2 separate regions of the Ovis aries genome follow, and region 2 is linked to region 1. A link is a contact called in public Hi-C data. All regions are on one chromosome and are shown on one strand. The core of a region is the stretch at or near the end of the contact, and the rest is flanking DNA. Distances in the headings are between cores, read along the strand shown.

What was found. A called contact is a pair of places that touch in the nucleus more often than the background predicts.
Region 2: a contact with region 1 is called in a Hi-C map of tail adipose tissue, with 3 times the contacts expected there. The contact joins the enhancer-like site here to the promoter of LOC101105208 in region 1. A contact is called at or near these places in 5 of 16 Hi-C or Micro-C datasets (hypothalamus, liver, muscle and 2 more).

The regions. Positions count from the first base shown.
Region 1 is chr24:27,798,726-27,805,418 of ARS-UI_Ramb_v3.0, forward strand. It overlaps LOC101105208 (apoptosis-associated speck-like protein containing a CARD), which reads right to left and starts at 3,364. Exons shown (of 3, transcript XM_004020924.4): 1 at 3,037-3,364; 2 at 2,753-2,809; 3 at 2,052-2,415. The coding sequence starts at 3,313. The coding sequence ends at 2,159.
Region 2 is chr24:27,940,626-27,948,052 of ARS-UI_Ramb_v3.0, forward strand. ITGAX (integrin subunit alpha X) reads left to right here. Exons shown (of 30, transcript NM_001305890.1): 26 at 47-130; 27 at 335-448; 28 at 599-700; 29 at 973-1,083; 30 at 1,840-1,938. The coding sequence ends at 1,938. Among named protein-coding and RNA genes, the nearest start is that of ITGAX, 21 kb to the left of the region's middle. Within about 2 kb of position 5,661, at least 11 of the 54 cell types and tissues checked have an H3K27ac peak or open chromatin away from gene starts, as enhancers often do. A contact at or near this core is called in liver and tail adipose tissue, where this site is marked.

The sequences.
Region 1 (6,693 bases), core at 2,114-4,613:
ACCAGGAAAGTCCATTGGAGTGGGTAGCCATTCTCTTCTCTAGGGGATCTTCCCGACCCAGGTATCAAACCCAGGTTTCCCGCATTGCAGGCAGATTCTTTACTTTCTGAGTCACCAGCAAGCCAAATCCCTGGAAAAAGTGACAGTGTAGTTGCTCAGTAGTTTCTGACTCTGCAGCCCCATGGACTGTAGCCTGCTGGGCTCCTCTGTCCATTGGGATTCTCCAGGCAAGAATTGTGGAGTGGGTTGCCGTTCCCTTCTCCAGGGAATCTTCCTGACCGAGGGATCAAACCCAGGTCTCCAGTGTTGCAGACAGATTCTTTACCGTTAGAGCCACGAGGAGGGCTTCCTTCTGCAAACCTTGGCAATCTGACCAAGGTGGCAAAGCCAAATCCTCTCTGGCAATGTGTGTCTTAAGTTGGGTATGCACCTGAATCACTCTGCTGCTGCTGCTGCTGCTAAGTCGCTTCAGTCGTGTCCGACTCTCTGCGACCCCATAGACGGAAGCCTACCAGGTCCCCCATCCCTGGGATTCTCCAGGCAAGAACAATGGACTGGGTTGCCATTTCCTTCTCCAGTGCATGACAGTGAAAAGTGAAAGTGAAGTCGCTCAGTTGTGTCCAACTCTTAGCGACCCCATGGACTGCAGCCTACCAGGCTCCTCCATCCACGGGCTGATTCAGTAATCAGAGTAGGGAAACGTTTCACAGACTGTGTGTGTGTGTGTGGTGGGGGTGGGGGTGGGCGTGGAGAATAAATGCTGCATTTGCTAGTTCTTGTGTCTAGGGAAGGTATTCCAAGCGAAGCCTTCATATGGCTTTGTTCATTCTGTGCTGGTGTATCATTGTGAATGGCACACCTGGACTGTCATACCTGGATCCCCAAGTCTGATGATCTGACTCCTGTGTATGGAGTATCTGGCCTCCTTGGTGTCTGCCTGTTGCTTTGCATCCATCCCTCCAAGCCAGAAAGAATTGGGGTGCAAAGTGTACCCAGGATGTGGTCTTAGGATGCTGGTTCTGTAACAGCCTCTGGAAAGACTCCTTAAGGTGCTGTTTTCTAGAAATAAATACTATTTTCTTTTGTTGACACAATTCCATCAAGAGAAGAAACAGCTGCTGGAAGTCATTTCCTGAAGTTTTGCTTTTGTGTTTGGCATGTTTTCTGGGCAAAGTGTAACCTATAATCCCTTTTTGCAGGGGGTGGGAGGGAGCAGCCAAGCCCACTGGTGTCAGTGCCTGAAGGAACCCTAGGAATACTTGCTTTGTGTTCTCCTGTTGGTGGCTCAGACGGTAAAGCGTCTGCCTACAGTGTGGGAGACCCGGGTTCAATCCCTGGGTTGGGAAGATCTCCTGGAGTAGTGAATGGCAACCCAGTCCAGTATTCTTATTTTTTTTAGGCTTCTCTGGTGGCTCAGGTTAAAGCATCTGCCTCCAGTGAGGGAGACCCGGGTTCGATCCCTGGGTCAGGAAGATCCCCTGGAGAAGGAAATGGGAACCCACTCCAGTATTCTTGGCTGGAGAATCCCATGGATGGAGGAGCCTGGTAGGCTACAGTCCACGGGGTTGCAAAGAGACAGACGCAACTGAGCGACTTCACTTTCACTTTTCACTTTCATCATTTCTCCTGAAAATGGCTCTAATTTTGTAGTTTTTTCCCTATGAAAAATGAAAGAGAAGCTTTGTAGACTAGTCTGTTTCTAAATGCATCGGTCGGATCTTGTTCAGTCGTGTCTGACTCTTGGTGACCCCATGGACTGCAGCATGCCAGGCTTCCTTGTCAAATTCGGCCCCCCACAATTCCAGGCCCTTTGATCATCTCTCTATTTTAATTTTTAGACCTTGGCCACAGGGTTAACTGATGGTTCACAGGTCTAAAGGGCAGACCCTTTAGGGTGGCATCGAAGGAGCCACCAAATGGTGAATGAGGGACTATTCCATGTGACTGAGGCAGGAAGGGTGAAGTGTTTGGGGAGCCTTGCTGCCCTGTGCGTGGATATGTAGCTCAGGTCCACATGTGCTTCCAGGCTGCAAGTAGGAAAACACACCAAGTACAAGTGGGATTTTCATGTATTGTGTATGAGAAAATCAGAGATTCCAGATAAGTTGGCTGGAACAGCCAGGGGTGGTATGTGGGAGCCATTGCTGGAGAAGGCGCCTCAGCTCTGCTCCAGGTCGTCCACCAGGTAGGGCTGGGTCTCCCTCAGCGCCTGGAGGAGCAGATCCTTGCAGGTCATGTTCCAGGCTGGAACGAAGCTGAAGAGCTTCCTCATCTTATCCGAACTGGTGCGCTCTGCCCGCACTGCCTGGTACTGGTCCTCTGTCAGGACCTTCCCATACAGGGCATCCAGCACCTCATCCACGACTGTGACCCGTGCAATGAGAGCCGCCCGATGCTGTTCCACAAAGTGCAGTCCTGGGGTGAGAGGGAGGAGAGGGGCAGAGCTGGCACCCAGGGTGGGCACTGGAGCCTGTCTATCCCTCTTGAACACTTTTCCCTCAGGTTGCCCCGAATGCAAACCTAAGGGGCAGGGCTCAGCAGGACCTACATAGAGTGGGATGCGCTTAACTTTACCTCCTTTACAGCCAGACGTGGCCCCAGGAGTGTGGGTAGGTGAGTGGGAAGAGTTGGCCCAACTTTGCACGCCCTGAATGCTCTTGGCCTTGACAACAGATTTAGACTGTGCAGGGGTGTGGTGGGGCGGGGCTGGTGAGGTGCCCAGGTAGGTGAGGTCAGAGATTGAAGGCCTTACCTGGCTTGGCTATCTTCTGGAGAGGGGCCTTGACCTCAGCTGGCACGTTTCTAGCACCTGTAAGAAAATGTTCAATGGTGTCTCCAAGTCTTTCTGAAGTCTCGGTCTGGAAGCCAAGGTCAGTACCCAGTGCAGGAAGTCTCCCCAGCAGAAGCTTTTATGAAGGGGTAGGAGGAACAGGAAGAGAAAGTGCCTGGAGAGGCAAACGTTGGGGCTGGGAGGGTGCAGATCAAGGGAGGGAGACTGGCCTGGACCTAGGAGGAGTGTGGCGGGGGCGCGCTCACCCTTGCTCATCATGGTCTCCTGCAGCTGCTCCGCTACCTCCTGCATGCCCATGTCGCGAAGCACGAGCGCCGTGAGCTCGGCACCGTACGCCTCCAGATAGTAACTGACGAGCTTGTCGGTAAGGTCCACGGCGTCCAGGGGCATCAGGGTCCCCCGGGGGATGCGTCCATAGCCTTCCCGCAGCGGCACTGAAAGCAGCTTCATCTTGAACTTTTTGAACTCGTCCGCGGTCAAGTTCTCTAGAGCATCCAGGATGGCATCGCGTGTGCACCCCATGTCTCCGGGGTCCTCCGCCGCAGCCGCCACTTCCGCTCACTCCGGGTGTCTGCCGTTTGGAAAGCCTCCTCTGGGGCGGGACCAGAAACTCCCCGCCTTCTCTCAATTCCCGTCTCTGCCCTAGAATGTTGCCCTCGGGTGTAAGACTTAACTACTATCCCGCGCCTTCCCGTCCCCTCCTGGCCATCGGGGGGCGCCCAGATCTCATCCTTTGGCTGATCTCTGAGGGGGGGTCCAGATCTCATCCTTTGGCTGATCTCTGAGGAGTGACCCAGGAGACCAGTGGAAAAGGGCTCATGGGTGGTGCCTGCTTCTCTAGGCTTGGACTAGCTAGCTAAATCAGGAACCTGGTTTACTGGAGCATCAGGGCTTCGACTCATGGAATTTTAGAGCCCTGAAATCTCCATGTTTCCCTAAATCTTAGCATCCCCTCTCACATGTCATAGAATCAGAACCCTAACAGCCAGAACCAGGTAGCTTCCCAAATTCCACAAACTGGGGAGAAATGAGGTGTCAAAAAGAGGGTAGAGGTAACTGTGTGTGTTTTCTCTCTTTGAGCCTCAGTTTCCTGATGTACAAAATGGGGATGACAACACGCCTTTGTCCACTCTGTAAATATTCCAACATAACATGGGTTACCTGATGGAACCTGAAAAAAGCATGTTAGTTGCTCATTTGTGTCCGACGCTTTGCGACCCCATGGACTGTAGTCCACCTGTCAGCCATTCCCTTTTCCAGGGGATCTTCCTGACCCAGGGAGAGAATTCAGGTCTCCCGCATTGCAAGGATATTCTTTACCATCTGAGCCACCAGGGAAACCTGATGGTGCCTGAAACCTTGCCAAATACCTCCTGGAAGAGCCAGGATTTGGTCCCCCAGGAACTGAATTTCTTGGAAATTGATCACAAGACACACTTGTAATGGTTGAGAAAATTCTTTGCTGAGGGGAAAGTCATGGGTAGAGAGTCATTCTGGGGTCAAGGGGCTTGACCCAGAAGAGTACATGCAGTGTGGCGTGGGTTGATGTTGGAGGCCAGGCCGAGGCTGGAACCCTTCACTTGCCTTTCACGTGGCTGGGAGGGCCCTGCTGCTCTGCCCCTGTGGACCACACCAGCCTTGTCTTGCACCACATCCTGCCCCCATTCCGTCTCTGAGTTCCAGCTGCATTGTCCTTTCAGTTCCGCAAATGTGCCAGGGTCCTTTGCTTCTCCAAGCCTTGGCACATGCTATTCCCTTCACCTGGAACTCTCTTCCCTCATTCTTTGTCTAACAAGCTCTCAAGATTTTAGGTCTTAAGGGAAATGTTACTTTCTCTGGAGACCAAGTTCAGACTTTCTCCAATTCAAAACACCTGCTACTTATTTGTAGCTCTCGTAACAACTGTGACTGTGAATTGCAACTAGCTCTGTGCATTTGTTTAGCATCAGTCTTCCCTGACAGGCTGTCAATATGCTTGCCCAGCTCATTGTTATAATCTGCAGCATCCAGGACAGTGCTGGGCCTAAAGGAGCTCAATAAATTTTTTATGGGATCAACAATGAGTGAATAGGCCTCATGACTCAAGGGAGATACCAGTAACTAAAAGTGTACCTTCCACATAGTGAAAGTGAAGTCGCTCAGTCGTGTCCAACTCTTTGTGACCCCCATGGACTATACAGTCCATGGAATTCTCCAGGCCAGAATACTGGAGTGAGGAGCCGTTCCCCTCTCCAGGGGATCTTCCCAAACCAGGGATCGAACCCAGGTCTTCTGCATTGCAGGTGGATTCTTTACTAGCAGAGCCACAAGGGAAGCCCTACCTTCCACATAAGCTCTTTAGAAAGAGGCAGTTTCAGGAATACCCTGGCAGTCCAGTGGTTAGGACTCGACACTTTCACTGCTGTGGGCTTGAAGCCATACAGTCTTCAGTTTTAATCCTGGCTCTCTTTCCTAGGTGGGTATAGGAGTCCTACATTTCCCCCCTCTCAGCTGGGTTGTAACGATTGCCATTCCTTCCAGTGCTGTGATCCTGACATTATTAGACATTTATTCACTTAGTGGGTACCCATCTCCCCACCGAAACATGAGTTCTAGGAGGGCAGGGACCTTGCCTGGTTCACTGATGAATCTCCAGCATCAAGAGAGTGCCTAGCAGGACTTCCTGGTGGTCCCGTGGTGAATCTACTTGCCAATTCAGGGGACACAGTTCCATCCCTGGTCTGGGAAGATTCCACATGCTGCAGGGCAGCTAGCCCATGTGCTCTCGAGCCAGTGCTCTGCAACAAGAGAAGCCACCTCAAGCAGAAGCCCATGCACAGCCACCAGAGAATAGCCCCTGCTTGCCACAACTAGAGAAAGCCCACAAGCAGCAACAAACACCCAGCACAACCAAATACAAATTAAAAATAAAATAGAGTTTGACTTTAAAAAAGAGTGCCTGAGACAGCAGATACTCAGTGAAGATTTGCTGAATGAAGAAATGACTGAGGCTGTGTTTATGTGCAACACGTTGTATTCAAGAGCTTCCGGCAGAGTAGCAGGGCCTGCTCCCCATCCATGTGCATGCTGCCCTCCATGTGCTGGGCTGGGGAGTACTGTGTACCAATATCCTCACCATGGGTGGCACTTATGGTCCAGCAGCCAGTGTTCCCTGAGCTTCTTCATTGATTTTTGTGCACTGTGGCCAGAAGGCTACATCTTCCTAGTCCACATATTGATCCTGTCCCTCCTGTGCTTGAAAGCCTCCTATGATCTCAGTGCCCCCAGAATCAAGTCCAAGCTCTCTGGCTTGGCCTTTAAAGCGCTTGCTAACTGCCTCAGCAGCACCGTTGGCCTCTGGACCTCTGCATGTGCAGCAGCTGCTCTCTGCTTGGCCTCTTTCCCCTCCTGGTCTGCTTGATAGGTTCCTGCTCTCCTCCAAGATGCATCAGGAGTCACTTTTTCTAAGAAATAATAAAAAAATGGGCCCTGTATATAGTCTGTGATCCTTCACCTGCAGTATTTCTAAGCCTTCCAACGGTCCCTTTGGGATAGGGAACAGTGGCCCTATTGTACAAGTGAGAAGAGGCTCAGAGAGGTTGAAGGACTTGCTCAAGGTCATATAACTGAGGGATCATGCAGGTTGGCTGGCTGGCTTCTGGGCCTGGCCTCTGTCTGCTCTTCCCAGTTGGATTTTCTGTCCTTTCTGTGCAAAATGAATTATTCCTTGGCCATCCCGGCTGGATACCCCTTTGACCCCTTTCTCACTGTTTGTCATACAGTGTGTCGGGTCACTCTGCTTTCCTCACTAGACTGAGGGCTCCTTGAAGACTCTTTCGGGTCCACAGCATCCAGGACAAGACTTCGAACAGATTCTGCCTTAGTGAGACTTCCTGAAATGACAAACGAATCCGAGGGTCTAG
Region 2 (7,427 bases), core at 4,411-6,910, 140 kb after region 1:
TCCCTGATGACCCCTCACATGCTTTCTCCCTGTGCCTTTTCCCTAGAACCCCTCCATTCAGTGCTCTTCAGAGAGAACAGCACCCACAGAGTCTGACTTCCTGACCCACTTTAAGAAGAAGCCTGTCCTGGTGAGATGGCCCTGGGCGGTCCCCCACTGGAAGCCACACTTCAGAGGGATTTGATTCGGGAATACGTATTATATCAGATGGATGTCTGCTGAACAACCTGCTTGAGCTCCAGGGTGGCAGCTCCTCTCAAATCAGACAGTTGAACGCTGCCTTCTACCTTCAAACCCATCTTTCCCTGGCCTGATGCCACTTCTCTGTCTCCAGGACTGCTCCATTGCTGACTGCCTGAGGTTCCGCTGTGACATCCCCTCCTTCGGCATCCAGGAGGAACTTGACTTCATCCTGAAGGGCAACCTCAGCTTCCGCTGGGTCAGCCAGGTGTGTAATTCTAAGAGCAGAGTCCCTTCCCAGACTCAGGTGTAGCCTGACGTGTCTGTGCCTACCTCAAGCCAGGGTGTTTCTCTATCCCTGAGCCCTCCTGCCCATCCAACTACAGCTAGTTCCCAGCTCTCCCCTTCTCTTTTGCAGACACAGCAGAAGAAGGTGCTGGTCGTGAGCGTGGCTGAAATCACCTTCAACAGACTTGTGTATTCGCAGCTTCCAGGACAGGAGATATTTTTGAGAGCTCAGGTAGTGACCATGTGGCAGGGAGTGGCCAGGCTGGTCAGACAGTTCCTGTTGCTAAATCCATGATGCTGAGTGGGGGGCTTGCAAGCCTGGAGAGAGGCAGGATGGATGGAGAGCCCCAGGCAGGACGGTTGTTCCTAAGCCCATGAGTCCTTCTGTATCCCACCCCTTGGAGCGGAGCCTGATGAAGGAGGGGAGGGAGTTCAAGGGGACCTGGGAGGAGTCTGGGGCCTCAGGAGTCCTGAGCCTTTCTGATGGGGTCATCTCCACTCCAGACGGAACTGGTGCTGGAGAAGTATGAGATCTACAACCCCATCCCCCTCATTGTGGGCAGCTCTGTGGGAGGACTGCTGCTCCTGGCCCTCATCACAGCCCTACTGTACAAGGTGAGTGTCTTTATCCTACTCCCGAGACCACCAGCATTTGATCCCACTCTTTCTACAGTGTAAGAAAGAGCTCACCGTGGAGTCAATCCTGTGACCCCAATTCTTCCTAAAGAGATCCCTTCCCCCCGTGACATCTGTTGTTGTTTAGTTGCTAAGTCGTGTTTGACTCTTTTGCGACCCCATGGACTGCAGCTCACCAGGTTCCTCTGTCCCCGGGATTTTCCAGGCAAGAATACTGAGATGGGTTGCCAAGTTTTTCTCCCAGGGGATCCTTCCAACCCAGGGATCGAACCCATATCTCCTGCATTGCTGGTGGATTCGTTTCTGCTGAGCCACCAGGGAAGCCGCCGGTGACATCACCTGTCCCCAGTGGACTCCATGTCTTTCTGTCTGATTCTCAAGCCTCCTCTAATCTGTCTCTATTTCTTTTCCGCTCTTCTTCACCTCTTTACATGTTTCCCTGGAAGGCAAATTAGAACGTGAAAGCCCTGGATTTAATGTTGATGCCACCACTGATTCTTTCCTTGGCCATCGGCATGTGTTTGGTTCATGATGGGTCTTGGTTTCTCATTCTGAAGGTGGTGCTACCCAGCTCACAGAACTATGGCAGAGTCTAAATGATACTGTTTATTTAAAGTTCCTAGTATAGTGCTGGAACATAGGGTTCCAGAGATGGTGATCACTGATCCCCTCCATCATCTCTTTTCTTCCCGTCCACTGGACTTCCTGATTTTTTTTCTCCTTCCTCCCTAACAGGTTGGTTTCTTCAAACGTCAGTACAGGGAAATGATGGAAGGAGCAAACAAACAGACTGTCCCAGAAAATGAGACAGGAGACCCCCAAGTTGCCCAATAAGATACTACCTCCCATTGTCTTAGAGAGGTTCCCTGGCCTTCTCACTTTTGCCCGATAAGAAACTACCTCCTGTTCTCCTTTGAACCTGCTCTCCCCTAAGAGATGCCCTAGACTTGTTACTGTCACCCCAGTCAGGCCTGATGGGGAAGAAGCATTCCAAGCGAGGGGAGCTGGGATCAACTGCTTTCTGTCCTTGGGAGGATGCAATGTGTTTGCACAAATCACCTTGCCTGGGAGGAGGCATTGGTCTTGTCAAGGCTCCAACTGGAAATCCCAGGACAGGATCCCTGCTGTGCAACCTGAGGACTTGACTTGGAATTTCTACCTAGAAATCCATGGACAAAAGCCTCAGGCTCCAGTCTCTGTTCCTCCACTAACCACCGATGATCTTCCTAAAATACAGTACTAAACCTGGCACACATCCTCATCCATCCTCGGTGGTTCCCCCTTACTCACAGCGTAACTTCGGAACTCCCCAGCTTGTGAAACAATACACAGATGCTTCTTACAAACCCTGGGATGTACTGAAGATGACATCGTTTGCATATCGTTGGCACTTTGAAGTCCTCTCTCAGGCACCTGCTGCCCCCAAATAAGGTCACTCTTATTATAATGCCACCTATCTCAGCATAACGGTCAATGTGGTGCCTGGTGCCGAGCTGGGAGTCAACACACAGCAGGCCATTCACTGGACAGATCCTACTGCTGCCTCCAATAAGGTGCTTGGGCCACGTGGATGTTTTAATTAGAAAAACAGAAGGGGAGGCAGTTGACCATGTGATTTGAGGGGAAGCCATTCCTTCACCTCCACCCCAAATTATCACCCCATCCACCATAGGGTCCCAAACCCTTTTGAATTTGGAAGTTTGGGGATCTCCAGAAGGACCAGTTATGATGAAATTCATTAAGCTGGGCTCCAATTTAGACCTTATGAGAACTGGGTTTTAGAGTGCTGTTTTTCAAAATGTGCCACGAACCTCCAAAGGTTTCCTAAATGCTAGTTTAGAGGGGGGAAAAAAAGACAAGAAACAATTTTAAACCCGTGCATCTCACACATTTGATCCCAGTGACTTTCACAGAAATCCTGCCATATCCTTAAAATTGTGCTCCTAAAGCTTGTCCCTGGGCTCCAAGGACGGTAGTTTAACATTCAGGCAATGGTGCTATTTTCATTTAATTTTCCTGTGTGTGTGATTGTTTCCCTTCATTATATGTGCAATTTTCATGGTTTCCATTGTGTTGTGTTCTATCCCCAAATCACAAAAATGGATCAATGGCTCAAAAATTATTCATCAAGGGATAAATATTGTGATTAAAAAATAAAAAAGAATTGGTGCAACTAGAACAATGTCATCAAAATCAATACTGAGCGAGATTGCACTTCACATTACTATAGACGTGTATGAGTGCTGGGTTGAGTGATTGTGAGCTGAGAAATTAAACTGTGTCTAGGAAATATAGCATCTGAAAATTGGATTTTATTGGATCAGGTATCTATTTGTTCCTAGGTTGTTGTCCATTATGAAACTTTGTCTAGTCATACCATTATTTTTAAAGGATTTTTTAAGCAACCAAGAATTAGTTTTATTTATTTACTAATTTTATTTTTTGCCTGAGTGGCACGTAGGATCTTAGTTCCCTGACCAGGGATCGAACCTGCACCCCTTGAATTGGAAGCTCCAAGTCTTGACTGCTGGATAGTCATCTACCATAGTAGGACCATAATTTTATCAAAGCTGTTGTGTCATTTTCAAACAAAGTATAATGGCCTCTCACATAGAGCCACAGAGATTTCTTAGAATGACTGCAACATATGCCCCATCTAAGATCAATTAATTTCATCTGAAGATACAGAAGACAGAAAAACCCCAGATGCATAAATCAAAGTTGCTGATGTAGCAAAAGCATGTGCGAGTAATGTAATTTCCAAGAAGCTTATAAAACCAACCTGTGAGGTTAACGTCTGTATCAGAAAGTTGCTTTTGGCTGCAAGTAACAGGAGCCCACAAAGTGCATAAAGGCATATACTGATAAAAGGCCTTCACATAAGAGGTCCAGTAGACCCCTGGCCACTGAGTCTCAAAATCAATTTGATGTCACATAGGAGGGGCCACAGTGCACCTTTCAAGTGCTCCCCAAGGCTGCCTGCACCGCCTCACTGTATGTCTTTGGTAGCCCAAGGTCTGTTCCTGTTCTCCTTCCCTACATTAGTAAAATGGGCTCATTACACTGATGATAGACTATCTTTTTATTGCTTATTTTTAAAGTTTTTGATTGCGCTAGGTCTTCATTGCTGCATACAGCTTTTTCTCGTTGTAGCTTGAGGGCTCAGTAGTTGTGGTGCATGGGCTTAGTTGCCTCAAGGCATGTGGGATCTTCCCAGACTAGGGATCAAACCCATGTCCCCTGCACTGGCAGGCAGATTCTTATCCACTGGACCAACAGGGAAGTACCGAGGATAGAGTATTAACAGAGGAAGACTTGTCTCTGCTCAGGACACTCTGCAGATTCTGCTGGAACATGTTTGAGAAAGACGATAGGTGGTGAACCCACAGAAAAGTCAAGGCCAGGCATCAACATGTAGTTTTGGGGAGTCCTTTAGTCAGGTAAGCTTCCCTTGTGGCTCAGCTGGTAAAGAATACCCCTGTAGTACGGGAGACCTAGGTTCGATCCTTGGGTTGGGAAGATCCTCTGGAGGAGGGAAAGCCTTCAGCATTCTGGCCTGGAGAATTCCAGGGCCATGGACTATAAAGTCCATGGGGTGGCAAAGAGGAGGACACAAATAAGTTACTTTCACTTTCACTTTGGTCAGGTAAGGTGCATACTGTCCCAGAAGCTGTGATTGATGGGGAGCAACCCTTTCCAACCCCTAAGAATACAAAGGAGGTGCAAGACTTTGTGGGGGTTTGAGGTTTGGAGGACTTATATTCCCCACCTGGCACAGTGCTTCCATCTCTTATACTGCCTGGTAAAGGAAGGATTGAAGGCAGGAGGAGAAGGGGACAATAGAGGACGAGATGGTTGGACGGCATCACTGACTCAAAGGACATGAATTTGAGCAAGCTCCAGGAGTTGGTGATGGACAGGGAAGCCTGGCGTGCTGCAGTTCACGGGGTCACAAAGATTCGGACACAACTGAGCAACTGAACTGAAAGTAAGGGCACGTATGGGACTGGGGATCAGAGGGATGAGCCGCCTTTGAGAAGGCAAGACACTAGTGAAGCAGATTAAAGCTCTGGGCGTCCCCCAAGCAGGGCTTCCTGGGAGGCAGATGCCTCTGTGACTCTGGAAGGTATGAGGTGGGGACAGTCACAGAGACAGCAAGAGGGAGTACCCCTAGGATTTTGGTCCTGGTTCTGAAAGGAGGCACAAACCCCATAAACCCGCAGAGAGCAGCAGTTCCTAGCACTGCACACAGCGTTCCTCCAGGTAAAGTCTCTCATGAAGGATCAGCAATCATGGTAAGACCCTCCCTTCCTATTGAGGGACCGGTTGATAACTATGTGTCACCTACCCATGTCTGCTGTAGCACTAACTCCCACTTTGACTAAGGGTCTTACCCCTCTGCAGCAGAGGAGACCCTGCCCTCCAAACTCCCCTGCCCCTAATTCTGCCCCTGTGGCCTGTAGGGAGGAAGTGGGAGAGATTCCCTCTGAGGCCTGGTGTACTGGTTGGGGTGACCGGTCTACAGTCACTGTTCAGCTCAACACTGACACCATCTGGACGGAAACAGGCATGAACCACAGCTACCAGGGGGCTGAACTCAGAGAGCTCGTGAGCTCTGGATGTTAACACTTTGCACTGACAGTTGGACTGTTTTAAAGAAATTCACCCTACAGCTTAGAAAATGGGAAGCTGGGGGTGGATGATCATGAATAAGCACTGGTGGGGTCAGGATATGTGGAAAGACATCTGGGTTTGCCTGCAAGAGCCTGAGTCAGTTCTCACTGTCCTCCACGTCCCGGCTCAGAGGATGTTGACACCCCTGGCAATCAGGAAGCTGATGCTATAGCCCGGATATGAGCCCTAGCAACGCACAATCAGTTGTGGTGCCCGCGTGGAATGGTGTGTTGTCAATGATGCTGGATTGCCCTTGAAATACACTGACTTGGTTAATGCAGAAACAACACTTCTTGTATGTTTTAAATAACCAAAGGATCCTGGGGCCATCCACTGGAGGGAGCTCCCAGCTGGTGAGGAATTGGCAAATTGATTATATTGGCCCCTCCCTCTGAGTGAGGTCTAAACATGACTTGGTTTGTGTGGACACTGCATCTAATGTGACCCGAGCTTTCCCTGGCGGCCACATAAACCAGAAAGTTATGGAATTAGAGAGGCTGAGTACCAGGGACAGGTACCCTCACTGAGTAGGCAGGGATGGGGGTCACATTTCAAAGGTCATGAAATGTAAGACTGGGCGAAGGAACATGACACTGAATGAAGGTTCTGTCTCCTTTACAAACTGCAGGCAGAAATGTTGGTAGAAATGGAAGAATGAAATATTAAAATAGCAGATTAAATTACTAACAAGTACCCTTGGACTACAAGGAGATCCAACCAGTCCATCCTAAGGGAGATCAGTCCTGGGTGTTCATTGGAAGCACTGATGTTGAAGCTTTGGCCACCTGATGCAAAGAGCTAACTCATTTGAAAAGACCCTGATGCTGGGAAAGATTGAGGGCAGGAGGAGAAGGGGACGACAGAGGATGAGATGGTTGGATAGCATCACTGACTCAAAGGACATGGGTTTGGGTGGACTCCGGGAGTTGGTGATGGACAAGGAGGCCTGGCATGCTGTGGTTCATGGGGTCACAAAGAGCTGGACACGACTGAGACTGAACTGAACTGAAAACCACCTTGGTCACGTGATTAAAGGACTGTTCCAGCCTTTAATACATTTGAATAACAACCAGTAGGGACTGTCACCCCATCTGCCAAACTGAAGAACCCTGCTGAGACACCCAACGCCTTCAGTGTATGGGAGTCATGAGAGATGGACATCACCCCGATTCTCACCATGGATCATGGGGCACTGCTGGGACCACCAAGCCGCATCGCTCCAGAGAGAGGTGTTATCTACTAGAGTTTGTGATGGGATGCCCCACTGGGATGGGTGGATTGCTTCTCCGCTGGAATCCTGTCGTCCTGCTGCAAGCTGGACCAGTTGAAATGCACCCTCCCTGGCATGGAATGTACACCGTGGAAAGAGGGGAGAAGGTGGGGTCCTGGTCTGGCATTACCCACCCAGCCCATCCATCTCCTCACACCTGACTGTGCTGCCTCCCCCGGCAAGTTCCTCCTCCTGCTCAAGTTCCTAAAGCTGCAGCCACATTAACATCCCAGGCTCAGGCCACAGGTGTAGTTCTCAGAGAAGAGGAAGGCCTCCCCATGTCAGTTCCTACTGCGTTTCTGTCTTCTTGACTTTAGTCTTCTGCTGCTCCTGTGGTTTCCGGTCATGGGATGGGCACCTGATGGAAATACCTTTCTAC